Linked DNA regions of Zea mays: region 1 is linked to region 2. A link is a contact called in public Hi-C data. All regions are on one chromosome and are shown on one strand. The core of a region is the stretch at or near the end of the contact, and the rest is flanking DNA. Distances in the headings are between cores, read along the strand shown. Region 1 overlaps LOC100216932 (NSP (nuclear shuttle protein)-interacting GTPase). Region 2 holds the start of LOC103627123.

Evidence for each region. Hi-C and Micro-C count contacts between places; a contact is called where the count stands out from the background.
Region 1: a contact with region 2 is called in a Hi-C map of endosperm, with 2.0 times the contacts expected there. The contact joins the enhancer-like site here to the promoter of LOC103627123 in region 2. A contact is called at or near these places in 3 of 25 Hi-C or Micro-C datasets (ear, endosperm and leaf).

Annotation. Positions count from the first base shown.
Region 1 is chr5:160,679,791-160,684,813 of Zm-B73-REFERENCE-NAM-5.0, forward strand. LOC100216932 (NSP (nuclear shuttle protein)-interacting GTPase) reads right to left here. Exons shown (of 14, transcript NM_001359522.1): 3 at 3,945-4,006; 4 at 3,689-3,776; 5 at 1,705-1,766; 6 at 1,528-1,621; 7 at 891-1,412; 8 at 312-770; 9 at 56-226. Among protein-coding and RNA genes, the nearest start is that of LOC100216932, 8.5 kb to the right of the region's middle. Within about 2 kb of position 2,756, at least 1 of the 20 cell types and tissues checked has an H3K27ac peak or open chromatin away from gene starts, as enhancers often do. A contact at or near this core is called in endosperm, where this site is marked.
Region 2 is chr5:160,438,639-160,443,999 of Zm-B73-REFERENCE-NAM-5.0, forward strand. LOC103627123 reads right to left here and starts at 2,175. Exons shown (of 1, transcript XM_008647441.4): 1 at 1,406-2,175. The coding sequence starts at 2,045. The coding sequence ends at 1,578.

The DNA of each region.
Region 1 (5,023 bases), core at 1,506-4,005, 240 kb after region 2:
ATGCTCATTATTTTTTAGAAGACGCAAAACACACAGCTAATCATGTATGACATACCACTGGAAGTTCTTTCCTGCTACTGAATTTACTGTCAGTAGAAGAGGCTGCTCCTTGAATACCACTGGTTCCTTGTGGATTTGCAGTAGCTTGAGATGGAGGTCCAGCTGTTGGGGCAGCTAGAGGAGATTGTTGAACTGATGATCCTTGGCCGGACATTACTGTTGAGGCCTGGGGAAGGAATCCAGTGAAAACTATTTTTTAGGAAAAAAGGCTCAGGTGCATAAAGCTTAAAAATTTATGAAAACACAACTACCTGGTTGCCTGAGATTCCAAAGGGCGCATCAAACAAGGAATGTGACTGGTCTAGCACAGATGAATGTCCTCCATCATTTGCTTTCAAAGTGGGATCAAGAGAAACAGGATAAGCTGACGCATTTGGTGCAGAGGGTGCTTCAGAGAATGACAGCTGTGCAAGTGCAGACTCAAGAGGATTTACACTGCTGCTTGTTTGTGGTGTTTGTTGTTGGCCAAAAGAATCAAAAGATGCCCAGTCACCACCACTGACAGAAGGATCACTTTTCCCTTGTTCAAGAATAGGCTGTGGTGCTGCTGCGTTAAATGGAGGTTGTTGTGGCATAGGGGTGGGTTGTGGTGGTGCTGTGGACGCAGGTTCAGGATCTGCACTAAAATCAATTAAACTTACAGCACTTGCCACCTTTGTCTGTTCTGATGTGCCTTCTGAAGAACCAATGCTGCTGGCACTAGATATTGTCTACATTATGAACAAGCAAGAGGAATATTAAGCGAACATATGCACAAGAACACGATGATATTTCAAGTGTACAAAAGCAATGTCAAAAGAAGGGGAATGTCAGGAGTAACAAAGAATAACCTTTGTCAGTGGTGGAGGATCAATTGCCCTGGTTCCATTTGGCTTTGGAGGACCAATTGGTCTGACTACACTCGGCTTTGGAGGATCAATTGGTCTGACTACGCTTGGCTTTGGAGGTTCAGTAGCTGGCTTTGACGGTTCACCAACCCGAAGTTGAGGAGTATTGTCACCCAATATATCCCTAACTGGTCGTACAACAGGACTAGAACCATCAGCTTCTTTCTGGAAATCTGGAGATCCACTATCTGGTTTTCTGGGCTCCGAAGACCAACGGTCTTCAAACCTTTGAACTGGAGTTGTTTTTCCAGATCTATCATCGACAACCTCAAAGTAGCGAGGACTTTTCTTATAGTCATTTTGGTCATAGCCAGGACTACGGTCCCCATAGGAATATCTGGAATTTCTGTCATCACTCCGTCCACTATAACTCCGACGATCAGAGTAACTTCCATCTGGCGGACTTCTTGAACCACCCCAATTTCCATCAGATCTCCTATTTTCACTATACTCATCCTTGTCATCCTGCAAGATGACGATCAACCAGCACACAGTGAATTTCAAAGGGAAAATTACATTTCCAGAAATAAGGATTGGTTACTGAGGAGAAACATTTAAAGCGGTAAGGATACAACATCACCTTTGCCCTTGGTGGCTTATCAGTACTTCTTTCTCCTGTGTATCTCCGTTCCACATACACATGCTTAATGAAATTTCTCAATTTGTCAGCATTACTGAGACCAAAAGAAACATGTCATACTTCCCATACATAATTAAGCATTGTGACTTACAAAAAGAAATTGCTAAAAAAGATCACCTGCTGTCAGGGTATCCATTTCGTTGAGGATCCCACTCCTTGAAAAATACTTCTCTAGCACGCTACAAGTCAAGTAAAATCTGTTATATTTGGTAGTTTAGATATTGTGTATCGTAGACTATCATATGTATCCATGGGTTGCCTTGTTTCCTAGTCCTGTACTCTATATAAACCACCTAAGGACTCAATGCAATGCATCCATCCAATTACAACAATTTTATTTTCCTCCATGGTATCAATTGCCCGGGTTCGGTTTAGATCTAACCCTAGCCAGCGATAGATTCTGCACCACGCACCCCCGGGGAGAGATTTATCTCCACCAGGGGCAACGCCACTGTTTAGGCGCCCACCTCTTCATGCCGGGCGTTGGACACTCGTTGTCACTGTTTAGTCTGCGATCAAGTTGTAGGTGCACCCGTTGAGTTGCACAGGGAAGATCCCACTGCTGCTGTTGCACCCTTTTTGGTTTGCATGATCACTAATCGGGACTAAGTCACCCGTTGCTTGCCAACCTCACGTGCTACTCCAACACCGGCATCTACATCTTCGACTGTGCGGCTTGGCCAAGCGTGCGATGTTGTGGGGATGCATTCCCACGTCGCTTCTCAACCATCCCGTCTGCATGTCTATATTGTCAGTTTGTCATCACCAGCATAGATCAGGATTCAAGACACCTCTGCTGACCTCTTCCGTCGTCGCTCCATCTCGCGCGTACTTGGTCCCAACTCCCTACAATTGATTGTGTGGTCCACCTGGCTCCCGTGACGTCCATCGCAGGGTACTATGCACGTCTTCTTCGAGCAACAGGGCTGCTGCTGTGTCGCCTCGTCGAGCCACACCATCATCAAGGTCTGCTTGGTGGTTGCATATACATCATCATCCCATGTGCATCGATGACTGTGCTGCACAATCTGTTGCACCATCCGTCTGCACAAGGCCTTTGTCCTATTGATCGCCTTTGTCGTCGACTTAGAGCACTACATGTGAGCGTGAGGCCTTGTGCGCGAAAGCACCGCTGCCCATCCATCGCCAGCCCGGACTGCTTGCCTTCGGGTTCAACGCATCCACTCCCTCACTGCTTCTCCGTCCAACACAACATCACCAGCATCTTCGTCTTGTCCCCACCACTTCGTCTATTCCGTTAACTGTGTGCTGCATCCATACCTTCTACCCTACTGTTCTACAACAATCAACGCTACTACTTCTATGATGGTCCCTCTACCTTGTACGTCCGGTATTGGCAACAACGACACTTGCTTTCGTGTCTGGCGCGTTGCTGAGTCTGGCAAATCCAGCCCAAGCCTCGGTTCAGGCAACTTGACTGCATCTACATCGGCATCAACTCTCATGTTCCCACCCCATCTGCCTCGATTGCATCGTCTCCTTTCACCTTCGTCTTTGGCAGCCCTGACTGTATGAACCTCAGTATAGCCTCCTTCCACGACGACTACCCAGACATGTCTTCATCATCTCCTTGACACCTCTTATGCGCTTGCAACTACACCAACACAGCAACCTCACCACAACTATGTCGGCCTCGCTATCTTCAGCACGACTCCTTCAACCACATCAATTGTGCCTTATGCTCGGCTACCTCGCATTGGCACAACCACATAAGCTCCTTGTTGGTTTCTACTCTAGTTGCAACATTTGCATTGCAATGTCACTACGACTTCAGGAGAATGTTAGCCTTTGGCTCCTCTTCTCCAGTCCAATCGTCTGCGATGTTCCCGCTACGACTGCGGAGGGTTGTTAGAGTATATTTGGTAGTTTAGATATTGTGTATCGTAGACCGCCACATGTATCCATGTGTTCCTTGTCTCCCAAGTCTTGTACTCTACATAAACTGACTAAGGGCTCAATGCAATATTGCAATACATCCATTCAATTACACCAATTCTATTCTCCTTCAAAATCAATGCCGTGTTGAATAGAAGACATGGGATTGATGGGAAAAGTAGAAAAAAAAACAGATACATGTTACCTCATTCCCCCCTTCTTGAAGGGCAGTAACTTCTTGTGCAGTAAATTTGGCCATGGAAACCGATTTTACTCGATGCGTGAACTCCCGACTAGGAAAACAAAGTGATTTATATTAGGAAAAAGACTGGCATATTTCACCAGGGGACTGGTGTGCCCAATAATTCACTCCATCATGCCATATACTGTTAAACAAAAAAGAAGGGAAGGCTCGATAGATTGGTCGTCTAAACTAAAAGAGGGCACACTAAAATACTTACTGTGCTCCACTGCAATTGGTACAAACGAAGGTCCAGAAATTTGTGCAGGCATATTGTGGTCCCTGTTCAAATCAGCATATCAGTGTTCTTGCTTTTTTCTTCAGGTGGAACAGTAGGGAAGGCAATAACAAAACATTATTCTCATAATATATTAGCAAGATATGTACAGAAGATCCCAGAACCAAGACACTTCTAAGTCGACAAGGTAAAAAAATAAGTACAAAAGATGAAAGAAAATAAACAAGGTATTCACTTTACGAAGCAAATGGGACATATGAAAGATAGTAATGCCCAAAGTTTGATGAGATACAAGATAGCAGTTCAGTCAAAGGCACACACAATATTCACTTGAGCACTGAGGGAGTAGGGTTACTTCAAGGTTCTTAAAGTGCAGTGCCTGAAGTGAGGCGTGCACCTCTCACCACGCAGGATGACTTAGCCCCAGACAGAAAGTGAAAAAGAAGGAAAAGAGCAGTAGGGTAGTCCTAACTACATGAATTTTGTTGTTATTAAGTCCTGTTTCCTAAGCACTCTCCTAGTTACTTGTGCTAGTTAATTATAGTCATTAAAGACCTTGGGCAGCTCAACAGGTGTGTGCGGCTGCCAAGGCTCCTATCTGATTAGCTAAGCTCTAATGAGCTGTTATGTAATCAATATGACTCATCTCATCTTTCTATATAATCAAGCAATGATGGCTGAGGTTAGTACCTCCGGCAAAACCACTCTGTTTACCTCTAACATTTGGTATCAAAGCTTAGGTTAGACACCTGAGAGTCTCAAGGCCGACTCCTCTCTTCTCTACTCATGTCGACCTCTGCTGAGCGCGCTGCCAGGCTCAAGGCCAAGGGAACCAGCGAAGGAGAGCTGGGCGACTTCTCCAGCAGGGCTGCACGCCTGAAGGCTGCAGAGGAAGCAGCGGCGCTGGCAGTCCAGGCAGCGAAGCAGGCAGCGGCTGCAGCAGAGGCAGCGGCAAGGACGGCGCAGGAGCTGCGGGCCGAAATCGCCGCCGAGAAGGGAGAAGATGAGGAGGACTGGGAGGAGGAAGAGGAGACAGAGAGGAACAGGCGGATGAGGACTCC
Region 2 (5,361 bases), core at 925-3,424:
GGAGATGCTCTAAACAGTATAGTCGATAGGGAACACATTGGAAATGATCGGGAACCAATAATTAAAATAGAGAATACCGACACATATCTAACCAATTCAAATGTTCAACTTAACGTAGCAGATACAACATAATCTTACAAAAAAAATATAATATATTATATAGCGTCACAACTACATGACAACACCTTGAGTACATCGCTAGTCGCTGCAACCAAAACCAATAGCAGTAGCACAATCCAAAAACAATTTCATAAGGTAAAACATTACACCCACAAAAAAGTTCATAACTAATAACTAACAATCCATTGTGGGAGGGAACAATAGTTCATAAGTTCAAACATAACAACCATAAAATATGTATCGACTTTGATCACAAACAATCAAATGGGATATAAAGAACCCCAAAATTTTACAAAGTGCAACAGTCTACAGTTCACAAAAAGTCCAGATCATTTGCATGAGGCTTGTGGATAGACAAGTGGTTGGTGAGCTTAGATGCTTGATGAGCTTAATTTCATATAAAAAACGGTCCGTAGATATACATGATCATTAAATACGGTAGGGAACCAACTGTTTTTGTTCCCGTTGCAGCCATTTCCCCCCAGGAATTTTCATGCTCCTGTATTTTTTTTGCGGATTCGACGTACTATAGATTGTTACGGTATACGGCGTCCGTTGGTACGGGATTTTTCCATCCTATTTCCATCCCTAGTCATTATGGACTGCCAATATCGACCGATACATTGGATGATCGGGTTGGTACTAATCGTGTTGTAGCTGATGTTGGTCGTTACTGACCCGTACATTGAACAGTTCAGTTAGTACTGATCGGTCGATTCAACGTGGTTGGCTCCAAATGGTCGCTTCAGTTAGTACCGATCCGAGGTGGCCGGTATACCGTACCGACCGACTTCTTTAAGGGCTAGTTTGAAAACACTATTTTTTTAAGGGATTCATATTTTCCCAAGAGATAATGAATTAAATTCTCTTGGGAAATAAAAATCCCTTAGAAAAAAAGGGTCTCCAAACTAGTCCTAAAGAGAAATTTTTGATAGATACATACATGTGCCTCCTTAACTAGTCGTGGTAACAATTAATATACAATCAGATATTATGTGCATGTGTGCAAGTGAACCTCTTATCTATTAGATCATGATCTAACTATAGACATAATCGTGATTTGTTATATGGTTTTCTATAAATTTACACGAGCTGGTGGTGGAAGTGTTTAAGTGTTAAATGTAATACATAGTTGGATCATAATCTAACAGATCAGTAATATCGCTTTCACGCTTATATATAAGATCTGATTGCACATTAGTTGTTGCAGCTAATCATTGCTTGCATCTGTTGTAAATAGTTTGAAATCCAAGAAATAAAAATTCAAAAAATACTAAAATATGGCTTAGAAATAAAGAGTGGTATTTAGATTCATTCGCATCCCTTCTTCCTCTATATTATATTCCTTCGTACTATAGCATCTGAAACATGAATCCTAGGTGGCCAGTACTAGGCGCCTGGCTTCAAGATGCGCATTGAACCAGAAGCCTTCTGTGTACTGGTGAAAACAGCTGATTTCATCCACGCCGGCGACGGCGAGCCCCGTCCCACGGCGCCGCTTGCCTTGCGTACCGCGCGGAGAAGGAGCGCGACAGGTTCTCGGGCTCCCTCGCCGCGCCGCCCTCGTCGAAGTTCTGCGCGTACTCCTCGTGCCCGTACTGCTGCTCCTTCACCGACGATCCGGTCCGGCTGATGACCACCTTCCTCCTGCCCCTAGCGATCCACGCCCACAGCGCGCGGACCACCGCCCCCACGCCGCCTGCTGCTGGCCGGGGCGCGCGCCAGCCGAGCTCGCCGTTGCCGCCGCCCCCCGCTAGGTTTCTTGGCCATCCGTGGCCGCCGCCTCCGGAGCCGCATGACGCGAAGGTGGCCGCGAGGGCGGGCGGCATGGACATCTGCCTCCTGAGCTCGTGTGCTGCGACGGGCATGTACGGGCTTGAGGCGGCGCCGCGGGACGCTTCCGGGGTGGTGGACATCATCAGCATTCAGCAGCAGGTCTAGCACGGCGGCGCGGTGGCAGGGACGGTTGGTTGGTTCGAGGGGATTCCAGGCAGCTGCAGCCTGCAGCTCTGTGGTCTGTGGATGTGACAGCGGTGCGGACGTGCGGTCGCGGTGATTCACGAGGGGATACGGGCATACGGCATAGGCTAGTGTAGGCGTGTAGCTACTGTTACAAAACATTCACATGTGATCAACCGATGGCAGTTATTGCCCAAGGGTCACACCTTTTGGGACCCTGTGTACTCTAGTATATATATATGAGTCTCTGCAATAAAGTTATGGTTCTGTCATTTTCTCTCTCTCTACTGAGCACTACACTTTAACACGTTATCAGCACTGCTCACGAGATCGATATGCGAGAAAGGGAAACGAAGAAGTAGACGTCGGCGGACGATGATTCTTCCGACGCAGAACTCTGGCATGAACTTGGATTTATCATGTGCTTGGACTTCGATGCGACTGTCTGTGAGTATCTAGCGACAGAAATGCACATAAAAAAAATTGATCTGCATTCTTACGTTGCTCAGGCAACGTTGCTTAGATTTTTTTTGTCCTCGATTGGTAGTTTTTGGCCATGGCCTTCTCGCCCACGGGCCGCCGGGGGCTGGCCTCCGTGCCCGCATGGCCGGAGCTGTGCCTGCACGACTGAGCGTCGGAGGCCACCGCACCCACGCGCACAAGGGTTGTTTGCACGTGCCCACGCAAAGGGCTGCCTGGCCGCGCGCCTGTGCAGGGGATTCCCTCGCCAGGGCCATGCCTGGCCGGTGCGCCCGCGCAGGGGCTGCTAGCGCTAAGGCTGTGCCTAGCCGGGGCCTGAGAACGCGCCTGCACCGCCCCGGGGCCGCCCACCGGCGGGCCATGGCCGCACCGCGCTGGGCAGTCGGGGCCGTTGCTCCCGCGCCGCCGAGGGCCGCGCCCGCGCGCTCGCCGCCGGGGCCGCGGGACCCGCACGCGCCCGGGGAGCCGCGCGCCGCCAAGGGGCTACGCTTGTGCCGGGGCCACGCCTCGTGCTCCTGCGGCAGGGCTGCCGCGCCGTCGGGCAGGCGTGCTGCCGGGGTCGCGCCCCTCGCACTGCCTAGGCCGCGCACCCGTGCATCGATGCCGGACAGCCGGGGTCGCGCGCACCGAGGTGCTGCGCCGCGCCCGCCCATCGCCGGGGGGCTCGCCCGCGCCGCGCACCCTCGCGCTGCCGGGGCCGCGCACCCGCGCGCCGGGGGAGGTCGCGCACCGGGGCCGGCTGCTGCCGCGCCTGGGCTCTTGCCGCGCCTGGCCACCGAGCCGACTGGCCGCCGCCGCCGCCTGTGATGGGGTGGCCGGTTAGGGTTCAACCCTAACTGCCAGCCCCTTATGGCTTCGCTAAGATGGGCCTCATGGGCCGTCTTGGCATGGTTGGACATTATAGTCCATTTTGGATCTATAAAATTTATTATTTTTGTCTCTTAGTTTCTGCAATTATAGTGAGAGGACATGTGTGTTAATTCAATTACTATTATTCAACAATGTTGAGTATCTAAATTTAAATATTTAGACTACTCACGACATATGTAACTGTACACACTTGTCTGTTTTATTATGAAAAATGCAGACATGTTAGTGAATTATATTTTATTTATATTTATAATTCACAAGTTTTTTGACTTGCTTTTATTTTTGCATTCTTTTATGTTTGCATAGAAAACATAGCACATAATTAAGTCGAAACTTAACGGTCCTCATGCAAAACAAGGTTGCATTTTTTTTGGAAAAGCATAGGGTGATGGAGTCCTAAGCACTGGCTGCGCTAAATTCTTTATAGAGTTTAGTAGCCCAGAGACCGTGCTTTAGGCCGCATTTGAAATGCCTATCACTATGAGGTCTACATCTTTCGAGATGATTACCTATATGTGCTATCCAAAAAGATCACGGACCACGCAGGCGTCGCGGGCTATGGAGCCAGGCTGGACGCTGCAGTCATGCTGACTGCTACAAGAATTCTTTAAATGATGAATTCTTGCAAAATATGATACATATCTTGAACTTGGGATTATTCAACACATGATGGAGATCTAGGCTTTGGCTGCAATAAGTTCTTGGAATTTATTTGCCCTGAGACCAAGCTTTTAGACAGCAAAAAGTTATTTGCCCATCAGTAAGAGGTCTACATCATATGGTTATGATGATTACCTATGTGTTCACCCAAGTAGATATGTTGGAGATGTGATGTTGGTTATTCACCATTATGGTGATTACCATTTTGTTTTTGAAAATTTGGTCAAGCACATGGTAGTGGAGTCCTAAGCACTGGCTGCGGTATGTTCCTTGAATATATCAGCCCAGAGACCATGCTTTCAGGCGGCAAATGTTTTGCCCACTACTGAGAGATCTACTCCATTGTTTCATTACATGGAGATTATCTACGTTGTGTACACCAATTTTCAAAAATCTGTGGTACACTTTATGTGACACCTAGAATTCTCCAACATATAAAGATATAATATATTTTGTGGCAAAGTTGCAACAGCAAACTAAAATGGTTAAGCCATTTGAAGGATAATAATTTAATAGAGTTTGATGAACTCGCCTAATGGGCTAAATTACCCTTAATGTTCATTGGATATGTTCATTTCATTTTTGCATGATATGGGAATTCACCTCTTCATTTTGGAGGAAATGTGATGCTCCCATTCTCTTATGGTTCTTATGAAAAGAACTAATGTGCTTTTGTGGCTTGATGTGCAAGCCCAAAATGAATAGCAAAGAAAATCATAAGACATGTGGACTTATGAGTATGTGTCTACATTAAGTTGTAGACTAACACTTTGTATTCATATATTTTGTTTGAAAGCAAATATATAAGCACATTAAAAAGGGAAGAGAAATGAGTATGACAAACTCTTTTGTCATTACACTATATGTGATATAGTGTTGTATGCCTAAGCATCTAATCATGTATATGGAATCCCAATAGATGCATACTACTCATGAAAGCTAAGATATGAAGTGTACTTCAATCTTCCATCTGACATGATAACAGTGGTTAGTTGTGTAAATCATGATTTGGACTAATCATGTAACAACACTTCTTTTTCTAAGAGAAGACCACTTTGTTAGATGATTTGCTATTGAGTACTATATAAATGATGCATGAGATTTGGTATAATCTCATAATTGATGTTGTGATAGGTTCAACTCATGTGATGTGAGTTGAACACACTCATGTGATTTGAGTGTAAAAACTCATATGAATTTGAGTTAAACAAACTCATCAATTAGAGTTGAACGAACTCTTCAAGGGAGTTGAAGACTCATTGATTTGAGTTG